2 separate regions of the Canis lupus genome follow, and region 1 is linked to region 2. Evidence: chromatin contacts called from public Hi-C data. All regions are on one chromosome and are shown on one strand. Each heading gives the region's core, a stretch centred on a gene start, on an enhancer-like site or on the middle of the called end of the contact. The rest is flanking DNA. Distances are from core to core; before and after follow the strand shown. Region 1 holds the start of MRPL37 (39S ribosomal protein L37, mitochondrial). Region 2 holds the start of SSBP3 (single-stranded DNA-binding protein 3).

Region 1 (6,060 bases), core at 3,126-5,625, 180 kb before region 2:
ACAGCCAGCAAATGACAAAGCGGGGCTGCAAAGCTCTGGCCCTCCCACTGAGTGTACCGTAGGATGAGGTGCTGGCCAGGCCGCAGGCCGAGCTGGCTGTTCCTGGGGACCGCAAACCGAACACGGTAAGTGTCCTCGGTGAGTCTGTCCATGGCACTGATGCGGAAAGCCAGGAAGGTCTCTGGGCTCAGCCTAGATGGGCAGCTCTGCAACAGGAAAATATCCAACAGCTAGGCACAACAGACACACAAGCACCCACAAGCTCCTTTCTTGCTGCCCCCCAGAACAGGCTATTTATCTCTGCCTGAAAGTTTTCTGTATAGTAGAGAGTAGTCTCCCCTCCCCTCCCCTCCCCTTCATGCTCTGATCTAAGAAGACCTGAGCTTTTCATACTGAGCTGCCCCTGCTCAGAAGCCTTCTGTGGCTCCTTTAGCCACAGGATAACATGCAGTCTCTTTAGAGGGATACTCCACGGGCCTGTGGACAAACCTCAAGCTTCATTTTCTCTCCGATGTATCAGATGCCAAACTTGTCTCTGTTTTCCCTGCTTGCTATCTGGGAGTTTTTATTTGTTCAAGCTGTGCCCCTTATGCAGAATATGCATCTCCAATGTATGAAATATCTATTCATCCTTCAAACCTGCCAAAAATCCAGATTTGCAAAATTTAGAAATTGATGGGAACTTAAGATGATCTAATCCAATATTCTCATTTTCCATGTGGGGAAACTGAGAACTGAGGCCTGAGTGGTAGTGGCTTACGTGTCCAAGGTCATCCCTGAGCAGGAATTCAAATTCATGTCTTCTAAGTCTCAGCCCACTGCCTTTAACATTCCAGCCACCCGCACCTCCTTCAGGAAGTCCTCTCTGAATGTCATGACTCACAGATCTCTCTCCTGTAAAATGCCCAAACCTCATTCACTCCTGGAACGACCCCATGCCCAATTCAGGGTCACGCTTTGAACTTGGATCTGTCTGCTTCTATTAAGCACACTCTTTTTTCTCTGCTGTGCAGAGTCAGGAAAAGCTTCCCCACACAGGTGCACTGTGCAGGGCAGAGGCCAGGCTGACACTGCCACCCTGGCCCTTCTTGTCTGAGGAGCAGTGCTCTCTCACCTGTGGCTCCTCCCCATTCAGAAGGCTCCTGTCCTTGCTGGCTCGGGCTGCCTCCCACCTTGCCAGCTCTCGGTGATAGAGGTCAAACACACAAGGTGAGCAGCCACTGCCACAGCATTGAGAGGGCAAGGGCTCCACCGGCCGAAGCTGCAGCCAGGCTCCCTCATCATCATTCTCCTCATTCTCATCCGTCATCAGTGGGGCTTGAGCAGCCTGGGAGGGACAATTGGTGCTCCTCCCGGAACAGATCTGACTCTGTGAGGCCACAGGCCCAGACCCTCTGTTGTTGGCCTGAGAGAAGGAAAACATGTGGGTTACACTCTGGTCACCTCTATTTCTCCCATTCTGAGGCCTGCAGGTGTCACACTCTGTGTGAGCAGTGGGACAGGGATGAATCAACCCTGAGATCGGCTGCCTGGCAGGGGAAGCAGGCAGACGGGACACAACAATCAGAGCTGGCAACCAAAGTTTCCTGATTTCTTCCCAGACTTTGAGTGCTGAATTAAGCACTTAACATAGAAAACCATAATGAATTTAAAAAATATTTCAAATGATAAAATATAATATTTAAGTGTAATTTAATAATTATAAAATTATTTAGAAATAAGATTAGCAAACAACGCTTCTGTAGCTACCATGTAGTCAAGTACAAAGAACCTTGCTAGCAACCCAGAAGCCACTCCTATGTGTCCCTTCCTGATCACCTCCCATCCCCCATAAAGTAACCATAATCCTGACCTTTGGTATAACCATTCCCTTGCTTTTCCTTGGTTTTGCCACCTTTGTGTACAAATTTAATCACTATAGTTCAGCTTTGCCGGGCTCTTGCCTTTATGTAAACAGAATCCTACCAATGTATTCTTTTGTGTCTAGTTTCTTTCAGCAAGGTAAGTCACCCACCAAATTGCTGCATTTCATTTAATCTTTATAATGAGGCTGGTACTAGAGATGTCATTTTATAAATGGGAAAACTGGGGTCTGGGGCGGGGGGGCGGTAATAATGTACACAAGATCACATAGTTCCTAAAAGACAGGGAGGTCCTGTTTCTTGGTTACCAATCACTTCCCACAATTCCTAACCTTTAAGGCCTTTTCTACTTTTCCTGCTTCCCATGTCCATTTACACTGGAGCTTCCAATGATCCCAGAGGATGTGCTTCCAGTCTCTCCCTACACCATCCATTGGCACATCTGCCACCAGCTCTAATCATGACAGTCTCCCGCTTAGCAACGTTTAACAGCTCCCCAATAGCCTACTGGCTCCAATCTAATCTTCTTGCCTGGTGCCCCAGTCTCCTTCTGATCAGAACTTGTCCAAAACCTCTTATCATTTAGTTTTGGAAGGGCAGTCCCTCTGTGTGCATGTGCAATACATCTTTTTCTTATACTAGAAAGGGCTTGGTTTCAGAAAACTTGGTTCTATTGCTCATGAACTCTATGATTTCAAGAAGGTTTAGCAGGCTTGAGGGCAAGGATGGTGTCTTATTCTTTCTGTATTCCACCACCAAGCACAAGCCTGGCATACGGAAGGCTCCAGTGAATGGTGAGCGCTCATTTAGTTTGCAGATAAGGTCTCGGAGCCAGACCAGCCACAATGCTAGGTGTTGGGACATAAGATGTAAATAGGACATGGGCTCTCTACCTTTATAGAACTTGCAGCCTAACATGAGGTTATCTCAATCCAAACCATTTTTGTTTTGTGCTATGGACCAGGGATGCATTGTGAGTGAATGAAGTCTAGAACCCTCTTCGTGCTTTTTTTTTTTTTTAACTCTTGCAGTTTTTGCAAGATAAGTGAGAGAACAGAGAGCTCTGTGAACTGTAATCTGCAAGACAGTGTGAGGGTTATTCCTATCAGTACTTGCCTTGAACCTACCTTCTCTGGGTCTTAATTATCCTACTTCTTTGATATTTTGGAAATTGGCAGAGAAGTTGGCCAAGTCCTTCATGAACTTTTAAATATTTGGTTCCTGGGATCCCTGGGTGGCTCAGCGGTTTAGAGCCTGCCTTTGGCCCAGGGCGTGATCCTGGAGTCCCGGGATTGAGTTCCACGTTGGGCTCCCTGCATGGAGCCTGCCTCTCCCTCTGCCTGTGTCTCTGCCTCTCTGTCTCTTGTGAATAAATAATAAAATCTTAAAAAAAAAAAATTTGGTTCCTGCCTCCTTCTAGCCTCTACCTCTTCAGTATAAGAAGCGCTATGTTTAAGCTAGGACTTGACACGTTGTTGCCTCTGGTAGGATGACTCTCTCCATCCTTCAGGGCTTTTCCTTAAAGGTCACCTCCTCTGAGAGGTCCACCTTGACCCTCCTCCTTCTCCTTCTCTGTCATGCACCCTATTTGTTTCTATTATGTATTGATTCATTTAACATATATTTGTTAGTGCTAGGCATTGTGCTAGGTGCAGGAGACAGAGCAGTGAAGAAGCAAAACCCCTTGCGCTCATGGGGTTTACATTCTAGCGCGAGAGACATCATGAGACAAGATCAAAATGGAAAACCTGGCCTTTAGTGTTAAATGCTAAAAACGAAAAAATAACTGGGGGAAAAGAATGGAAAACACATTTGCCAGTTGCAACGGCTTATTCGTGGACTTTACTTGCTTTCTACCCATGCACTCTACATTCCATAGCTGTTTTATTCACCAACGCAAACCAAATGCCCATCACAGGGCCGAACACATTGCAAGCAGTTGATAAAACAGGTGTTGGTGCAAGGAGCAAAGGAACATTTTTCCCAGCTCTGGCCTTGCTTCTGGGACGCGGACAGGTAAACCCCGAGGAAAGGGGGGAAACTAACTCCCTCCTGACGCTGGGGAAGGGGCGTGCAGTCGGATGCAGCCATCTCAGGCTCGGGGAGGGGCAGCGGCGAGCAGCGGGTGGTGAGGCAAGGAGACGGGAGCGCACCCCCCACGGCCCGGGCGCTGCGCAGGTGCTCTAACTTAGGGGCTCGGAGGGAAGTACCCTACCCAAACTTCAACTGCCCAGGTTGCCCTACGTTGGGATCGGAAGTACTGGCGTTCTACCCCTAGTCCTATCCCAGCCTATCCCAAGACCACTCACCTCCACACCTGCGCCTCCCCTCGAGCTTCCTCCAGGTGCCGCCCTCCCGAGGGAGGCGGCGGGGGGAAGGGAGGGTCTCTAAAATGAAAATAGCCTGTGGGGTGGGGCAAGGCTAGGATGTCTCGATTATGATTGGTTGAAGTGGCTGCCACTCACGAAACGAGGCTTGGCGCCCCGCCCCTTTCGCTCCCAGCAGGCCTTGCGCGCGGGAACATGGCGGCGTCCAGGTAGAGGGCGTGAGGGGGACCGAGTTGGCATGGCGCTGGCGTCGGGGCCCGCGAGGCGGGCGCTGGTTCGCCCTGCGCGGCTCGGCCTCGGGGACTGCGGGGCCCCGGCACGCGGGGCGTACGAGTGGGGCGTGCGCTCCACGCGGAAGCCCGAGCCTCGGCCCCTGAACAGGGTGTACGACATCCCCGGACTGGAGCCCATCACCTACGCGGGGAAGATGCACTTCATGCCCGGCCTGGCGCGGCCGGTCTTCCCGCCCTGGGACCCTGGTTGGACGCACCCAAAGTTCCGCCGCCCGACTCCGGTTCACGAGCAGCCGCTGTACAAGGATCGGGTCTGCTACGTCTTCCACCAGCGCTGCCGCCTCCTGGAGGGTGAGGCCCTATAGGACGGGCAGGAGGGGACCTCGTGCCCCGTCCCTCCGCCCAGCACTGGCCCCAGCCCCCTGTGGCCTTGAAACTTCGTGGGTCTCGGTTTCTCCGTCTGCGAAATGGGTAGTGATTACGGCCTCTGAGGGTTTCGAGCCCAAGTGGGATGAGAAGCGCTGCTCCCGTGTGAGGCAGGATTAGAGAGCTGGAGGGGCCAAGGGAACAGACCCGGCTCCTGCCGTCCAGCTCTGTGATTCGGGGCAAGTGGCTGAATCTTCGGGAGCCGGCCTCTTCTGGGAGCTCGGGGTTCTGACTAGGTGGGCCACACTGACCCTTCCAGCTCTTAACGCCCTGACACGTACCTGTACACCGAAGAATTAGATGGAGGGAGGCTAAAGCATGCTTAATCTCCTGGCCTCTGGCCTGTTCTCGCAGGATTGGTGAAGGTGACAGAGAGGGACGTGGTTTGTGGGCACACGTGCTCTGGGTTAATAGTGAAGCCAGGGCTCTGTCTCCCGTCTCCTAGGTCCCCCTCCTTTGTCAGAGGTCAAAACTGAGATGTTTCCAGGAAGGGGTCTGGACCTAAAAGCCATCTGGCCTGCTTCTGCACCCCTTTCACTAAGAGCAGGTCAAAATGCCTGAGCCGAATAAAACCAGTCTGTGTCTAGAGTAAAACCAGAAGTTATTTTCCAGAGTCCGGGGAGGCGGGAGGGAGGGGCTCGTTTGTTGAGAGTCTCTCCCTGTTCTTGCTGTTCTTCCCTAGTCCCTTAATCACGTGGAAGTAGAGCAGGTTCTGAAAACACAAAACAGTCTCAGGGTCAGTGGGAGCAGTTATTTTCCAAAGAGTAATTAGGAAAGGAAGACGCCTGGCAGGATTTGGAAACTAAACCAAAGAATAAATCCTAGATTTGCCGGGGGGGGAGTAAGTCAACTGGCCAGCCTCTGAAGCCACTCAAACCCATTCCCAAAAGCTGAATTTCTGGTATCTAAACATTCCCATTGCCCTATCAGAATGCTGAAATGGACCTCACAAGACTTGGCGTCCCCCTCCCCTTTTTTTAAAATTTATTTTAAGTAGGCTCCACACCCAGCACGGGGCTTGAACTCACAATCCTGGGACTAAGAGTCCCATGCTTTAACAACTGAGCAAGCCAGGCGTCCCACCCTTAAGTGACCCTGGTAACATGACCAGGCTTTAGGGCAGACAGACTCAGATTTTCCTCCACACCATCACTTACAGGGTATGTGACTTGAAGCAAAGTCTCTGAATTTCATCCTCCAGTTCCATTAAAA
Region 2 (6,296 bases), core at 35-2,534:
CCAACTAACAATAAATGCCAAAAGGTGATAAAAATTCAAAATGGTGGCCACAGTGGCTGCTCCTGAAAACAAAGGCTCTAAGAATAGTGGGGAAGAGGGGGTGTCAAGAAATTGGATGATGGGGTGGGGGGGCAGTCGCACTCACCTCCGACAAGAAGGTCTGTGCAGATTTCTGTGCTCCTACGTGCAGTAAATATTCGTAGACGTATAAAGCTAACCTGGAAGGTGGGCAGGGGGCACAGAAAGGGGGAAGGCGTCAGGTCGCCCGGGGCGCTCGCCCTGGACCTCGCCAGCCGGCTCCTAGCCGCGTCCGCGCTGCCTGCCCCAGGGGCCCGGGCCGGGAGGGAGGGAGGGCGGCCGGCCTGTCGGCGCCCCGGGGCGGGGGTGCGCACCGGAGGACGCGCCGCCCCGAGCCGCGAGGGCTGCAGAGAGCGGCCCCCCAAACTTGAACTTCCAGCCGGCACCGGGGCCGAGCGCAGCCGGGTGCCTCCAGCTCGCGAGCCCGCCGACCCCGCCGACCCCGCCGGCTGCCACCGTGTGCCCCGGCCCGGGGAGCGTCCGCGGAGACCGGGTCCCGGACCGCGGGGCGCGGGGCGCGGGGCGCGCGCTGGAGGGGGCAGCACCGCGCCTGCCCTGCCCTGCCCTGCCCTGCCCTGCCCACCGCCCGCCTCCCCCGCCCCCTCGCGGCGACGGTCCCCCGAGCCCCGGGCCCAGCCGGCGCCGCCGTCCCTGCCCAGCGCGGCGCCCCGAGGCCGAGGGCGGGCACGGAGAGCGCTCCCGGCCGAACAAAGCCCCCGGCACGCACTCCTCACGCCGCGGGCGGACAAAAGGAGCCTTCGGGCTGCGGGAGCCGCGGAGCCACGCGCCCCCTCCCCTGCCCGCCCCGCCGGGCCAAGTGCGGGCTCGCGCGCCCGGGACCTCGCCCACCCCGGCGGCCCGACCCCCCCGGCGCCTCCAACAATGGGCGCCCTCCCACGCCGCCCGCGGACGGCGCCGGCCCCGGGGCGCAGCACCCCCGCCCGCCCGCCGCCCGCCGCCCGCCGCCCACCTGCCGCCCGCCCGCCGCCCGCCCGCCGCCCGCAGCCCCGCGACGGCGCGGCCGCCACTTGGAGGAGAACAGGGCTTACTTTTCCCGAGCCTGCCCGTCCGAGGGCACCGCCGAGCCTTTGCCTTTGGCAAACATGGTCTGCAGGGAAGAGGGCGCCGAGCCCCGCCGCCGCCGCCGCCGCCGCTCCCGAGCTGCCCCCTCGCTCCCGGCCCCCTCCCCGGCCTCGCTCGCTCGCCCGCTCGCGCTCTCCTCGCCGCGCTCCCCTCCCTCCCCCCCGGCGCCGGCTCCGCGCTCTTTCCAGCTGTCAAAGCGTCAGCCCCGGCCGCGGCCCCATCGCCCTGGAACTCCTCCCGCGCCGGCTCGGCCCGAGCTGCCGCCGCCGCCGCCGCCGCCGCCGCCGCCGCCGCCGCCGCTCGCCCGCCGCCCGCCGCCCGCCGGCTCGCTCGCCCGCCGCCCGCCCGCCCGGCTCCGCCTGCGCCGCCCTCCGCGCCTCCGGCACCGCTGCCGCCGCCGCTGCCGCTGGTCTACTTGGAGCGCAACCGAACGTGGCTGCCCGGGCGAGGAAGCGGGGCGGGCGGCGGCGGCCCGCGACGGACGGGCGCTCCGGCCAATCGGCGCGCGGGGGCGGGCCCGGCGGCCCGGGAGGGACGCCCCGGCAGCGCCCGGCCCAGGCAGTCCCCGCTGCGGCCGCCTCCGCCGAGCCGCGGCCCCTGCTGCTGCGGCCGCGCCGGGGGGCGCCGGGGGGCGCCGGGGGGCGCGGGGGGGCGCGGGGGCGGGGGCGGGGGCGCGCGCCTCCCCTCCCCGTAGGTGCCGAGGGGGAGGGGGAGGGGGCCGGGCCCGGCCGCGGCGGGGGCCGCCGGAGGGGGCGGGGGGCGCTGCGGCAGCGGCGGAGGGGAGGGGGCGCGGACCCCCCAGCGGAGCGCCGCCGGCTCCCTCCCGCCACGTCCCTCTCCCTTATCGGCCCCTCGCCTCCCCCCGCCCGGCCCGGCCCGGCCCGGCCCGGCCCTTATCTCCCCCGCCCCCCGCCCCCCGCGCCGGGTTCCGACCCCGACCCCCTCCCCACACTCCCGGCCGCTCCCCCGCCGCCCCGCCCCCGGCCCTCCCTCTTGCCCAGTGCGCCGCCCGAGCGCCCGGCCCGGGGCTCCACGCTGCGAGCTGGGCGGCTCGATCCGGCGCCGAGGCGCGCGGCGGCTCCTTTACTACATCATTAAAATACTTCGGAAAGCCCCAAAGTGGAGCCGCGCGAAGAAGGTCCTTGGCGTGCTTTGGGGAGCCTGGGGGAGGGGACGGGGGACTTGCGCTAAGACAAGGGAAGAGTGATAGCTCCCAAATTTCTCAGGTCGGCCGGCGCTGGCAACTTAGCCCGTCGGCCTCTCCACGGGAGACCGTGCCGCTGCGGGCGGGGTACGGGGGCGTCACCTGGGCGCCCTGCAACGTGGAATGCGCGCCACAGGAATCTGCAAACTTCAAATAAATGGAGCTAAATTGGGGAGGTGGGGGGGGATGAGAGTCAGACTTGGGGGGAGGGGAAGCTTCCATTGTCAGTGACCCAGGTGTACAATGGGAAATGGGGGGGGGGGTGGCAGAGTGACCCAGCTATTTGCCGCTGACTCCTCTCTGCCCACTCTGAGAACCCCGAGTACACACGATGAGTCCCTTATTAGACCAGGATCCGGCGAAATAGGGGAAGACTCCCCCATTTTCAGACTGCGTTTAGAGCGCGGTTCTCTTTAAATGTGATAAAACATTGTCGGCACTGTCTCTTTAAAAGAGTCAAGCAGAAAAAGCTGTGTAAGCGCTGATTGGCTGCCTGTTTGGATACATCTTTAGGGGAGCCTTGAAACTGTTAGCCTAGGTTGATTTTTTTTTTTTTTTAACTGCGCTGTTCCAATAAACAAGTAACGCCCCTCCCCCTAACATGCCTCGCACCAAACAATTAAAGGATAGGTCAGTGTCCTGGGGAAAACACGTTTCAAGTAGGAAAACTCAGAACTAAATTTCTACAAAATAAAGAATAATCTCCTACCATTAAAGTTTGCCTATTTTGATCTATTGGAAAGAGAAAAGGGGCTTTTGAAAGAAATGCCCCGCAGCAAACCGATCTGCATTGGTTCAGGAAGGAGACTCGGTGCATTTTTGGAATAATGTTCTACTCCGTGTAACAGTCTCCCTAAATTAGAATACAGCCAGGCCCTACGGATGCCAATGGACGCACTCTGTTCTCTGCTGGGACCTAGAGATCGCAGGGGAAGGTGACAGATAAAGGGAAATACTGAACCCCAGTCTATGGTTGTTCGTAGGCTAGCCCCTAGTTGAGAGGTTGTTTTGTGAATGAGAAGCATGGATGTTGGGAGGGAGTTGAAATACAACGATAGGGGAGAGAAGGAAATAATTACAGTTATTTTTTCCCCTAGGCGGTTTAATTTAATAGGGCTAACTTAAGGTGCCTTAGAGCCCACGCTAATTAAATTGGCCTGTTCATCCCCTTCCCCTGGACTTCTATTTTTGATGGGCTAGGAATGGCCAGGGATGGCTTGTCAACAGACTGACTCACAAGAAGCCTGACTCATCTTGGGTCTGCAAGGCCCACGAATTACGAGTATGGTGAGTATCCATCGGGTCCTGGCTAAAGGAAAACACTGCCCTTCTCTAGCTCTATGATGGCAGCATCTACCAAGTTGGCCATGCCCTATCAGCACCAGGACTGCGCCGCAAATCTATCTGTCTGGGCATCATTTTCCTCACCTGTCAAATGGGAAAGGAGGGTTAGAAGATCTTTAATCTCTCTTGAGAATTTGATGTTCTAGGATGCTGATTTTTCCCTTCTATAGTTTTCTTTCCCCACCCCCAACCCCCACCCTGGAATAAAAGACCTTCTTCCGGAGCATATGTAGCAGGAGAAGAGAAGTGGCATTCAGGGAACCTGTGCCAGGTACTCTGTCCTTGTGGTCTGCCCTTTGCTAGGCCTTGACACAGAAGGCTTGTGATGAAGCTAAAAGAGTCAGTGAGAGGACCCAGAGAGAAAAAACAGGGAGCCCCCCAGCCTGCTAGAAAGAAGGGAGTTGACAGGCACCTGAAAGCAGGACCACTCCGCAGCCCCAACCAGGTGTGCATACAATGATCCAAGATGCAGTCCTATCAGAAACCAGTCCAAACACCCAAGAACAGCCTTCAAAACCGCAACCCACCTTTCCCCCCACTGAACACCCCCCTCCCCAGCTCCACCTTCCCTAGACCACACATCTTTTGGCCTGCTATTTCTACCTGAATGCCTTCTAACTCAACATCCCCCTTTGACCATAGAAGGCTAACATCGCCTCCTACGCTGTGCATCTCTTCCAAAACCTCTTTGCTCTTCACTCCTGGAGCAAAACTCCTCTGTCCCCCTGCTTGGTCTCATTTTGCTTGAACCTCCATAGTGGTTCTCTGTTCATTCTGCCTATTGTTGTAGCCAGTTGTTTACTGTCTGTCTCCTCTACCAGACCAGGCAGGGAGAGGAACTAACTCTGAGTCATCGGTGTGTCTCCACCACCCGGCGCAGGTTCGATACTTGTGTGCATTATCAACATTCAGTGTGCATACCAGGGGCTAGGGAACCAGGAGAGGAAAAAATGGTCTCATGCTCAAAGTAGCTCTGGGCCCAAGCTGGAGATAAGAAAGGGATACTGCCAACAATGGGATTAGATAAGGCCCCTCTCCCAACCCCACCCACCTAAACCACAGCCACCTGGAACTACTATACTTTTGGTCCCCAGAATGTACCAGGTCATTGCACGTAGCCACCCCAGACTCCTTCATTCTTTCTTCCTCCCTTTCTCTGTCCCTCCCTATCTTCCTTCTCTTCTTTTAGTACACATCTATTGAGCATCTACTATGTACCAAGCACTGTTCCAGGTCTGGGTAATTCTTACCCAGAATTCTTACCCAAACAAAAATTCTTACTCCATAGAGCTTCCGCGGTTGGGAAATCCTCTGTCCAAAAGCCTCTTTCCGTGACAGACTCCTACTAATTCTAAGATCCAGGGGCACCTGGGTGGCTCAGTAGTTGAGCATCTACCTTTGGCTCAGGTGGTGATCCCGGGATCCCGGGACCCTGGGATCGAGTCCCACATCGGGCTCCCTGCAGGGAGCCTGCTTCTCCCTCTGCCTATGTCTCTGCCTCTCTGTGTGTGTCTCTCACGAATAAATAAATAAATAAATAAAATATTTACAAAAATAAAATTAAATTAAAATTAAATCCAGCCTGGGCAGGTAGCACCTCCTCTAGGAAGCCTTCAGAGGACGCCCTCTCTGAGCTCCCAGACTGGGCCAGGGGTCCCCTGGTGGCCCCTGGGCCTCCCCAAAAACCCAACAGATTGCAGATGCACACTGCATAGGCATGGACGTGTGCATCTCCCTCATGGGAACACGAGTTCCTCCTTAGGGAATGACCCCCACTTACCCATGGAATCCCAGTGCCCAGCAACTGTAGTAGAAGGAGACTCAAATAACTAGACGACCAGAATGAGGAGGAACAGGCAGATGAGGTTGGAGAGAAGGGATGGTTAACTTCAAGCTTAGGCTAGAATGGCCACTCCTTCACTCAGCGGCCAGAACCAGGAGGGCAGAAATCTTGGGCTCTGGGATCAGCTTGGCAGTGGCCAGGCCTCCAGAAGGTGGTGGTTAAAGGAAAAAGATGTGAGGCTTGTTGGTTGTGCTTGACAAGGATGCCAGAGGATCTCCTTACCTCTCCCTGGTTTAGAAGCTCTTTTTCAGAGTTCCTCACAGCTGCTGGGGGAATGGAGCTCCCCTCTGGTGATGATTGGAATGGTCACCAAGTGAGTGTGGTATAGCCCATCCCCCTCCTGCACCCAGCACAGTGGGTCCTGGAATTGAATGGAGGCACCTCTGGTCAAAGCCTCAGGCTGCTCTGCCAGGGAAGGGGGACCCAGCCCAGGCAGGTCAGCCCTGGTTTTAGGGAATCAGGAGACTCCAGGGACCTGGCTTTCACCCAGCTCAGGCCACTCTAGTGGGACGTCCCCTCTGTGAGCCTGTCTAGGAAAGAAGGCAGCCAAGATGTCCAGGACAGGCAGGAGGATGGAGCGCAGGAGCCCCCAGGGAAGTGCCGGCTGGGCTGTCGGTTGGTTGGTGCTGGCCAACCCAACACTTCTGAACGCCTCCGGACAGTGGAGATTCGCTGCTTTGAAGACTGTTTGGAGGCTCAACAGAGATAGTAATTGGAGAAACATTCTGTAAATTGAAAAAGATG

The links. Hi-C and Micro-C count contacts between places; a contact is called where the count stands out from the background.
Region 1: a contact with region 2 is called in a Hi-C map of blood, with 2.0 times the contacts expected there. The contact joins the promoter of MRPL37 here to the promoter of SSBP3 in region 2. A contact is called at or near these places in 2 of 9 Hi-C or Micro-C datasets (both in blood).

What each region holds. Positions count from the first base shown.
Region 1 is chr5:55,303,560-55,309,619 of UU_Cfam_GSD_1.0, reverse strand. MRPL37 (39S ribosomal protein L37, mitochondrial) reads left to right here and starts at 4,375. Exons shown (of 7, transcript XM_038537450.1): 1 at 4,375-4,773. The coding sequence starts at 4,428. CYB5RL (NADH-cytochrome b5 reductase-like) reads right to left here and starts at 4,327. Exons shown (of 9, transcript XR_005359760.1): 1 at 4,172-4,327; 2 at 1,115-1,405; 3 at 58-206.
Region 2 is chr5:55,118,598-55,124,893 of UU_Cfam_GSD_1.0, reverse strand. SSBP3 (single-stranded DNA-binding protein 3) reads right to left here and starts at 1,284. Exons shown (of 16, transcript XM_038537457.1): 1 at 1,128-1,284; 2 at 146-218. The coding sequence starts at 1,183. LOC102151517 (a long non-coding RNA gene) reads right to left here. Exons shown (of 4, transcript XR_005358910.1): 4 at 5,430-6,277.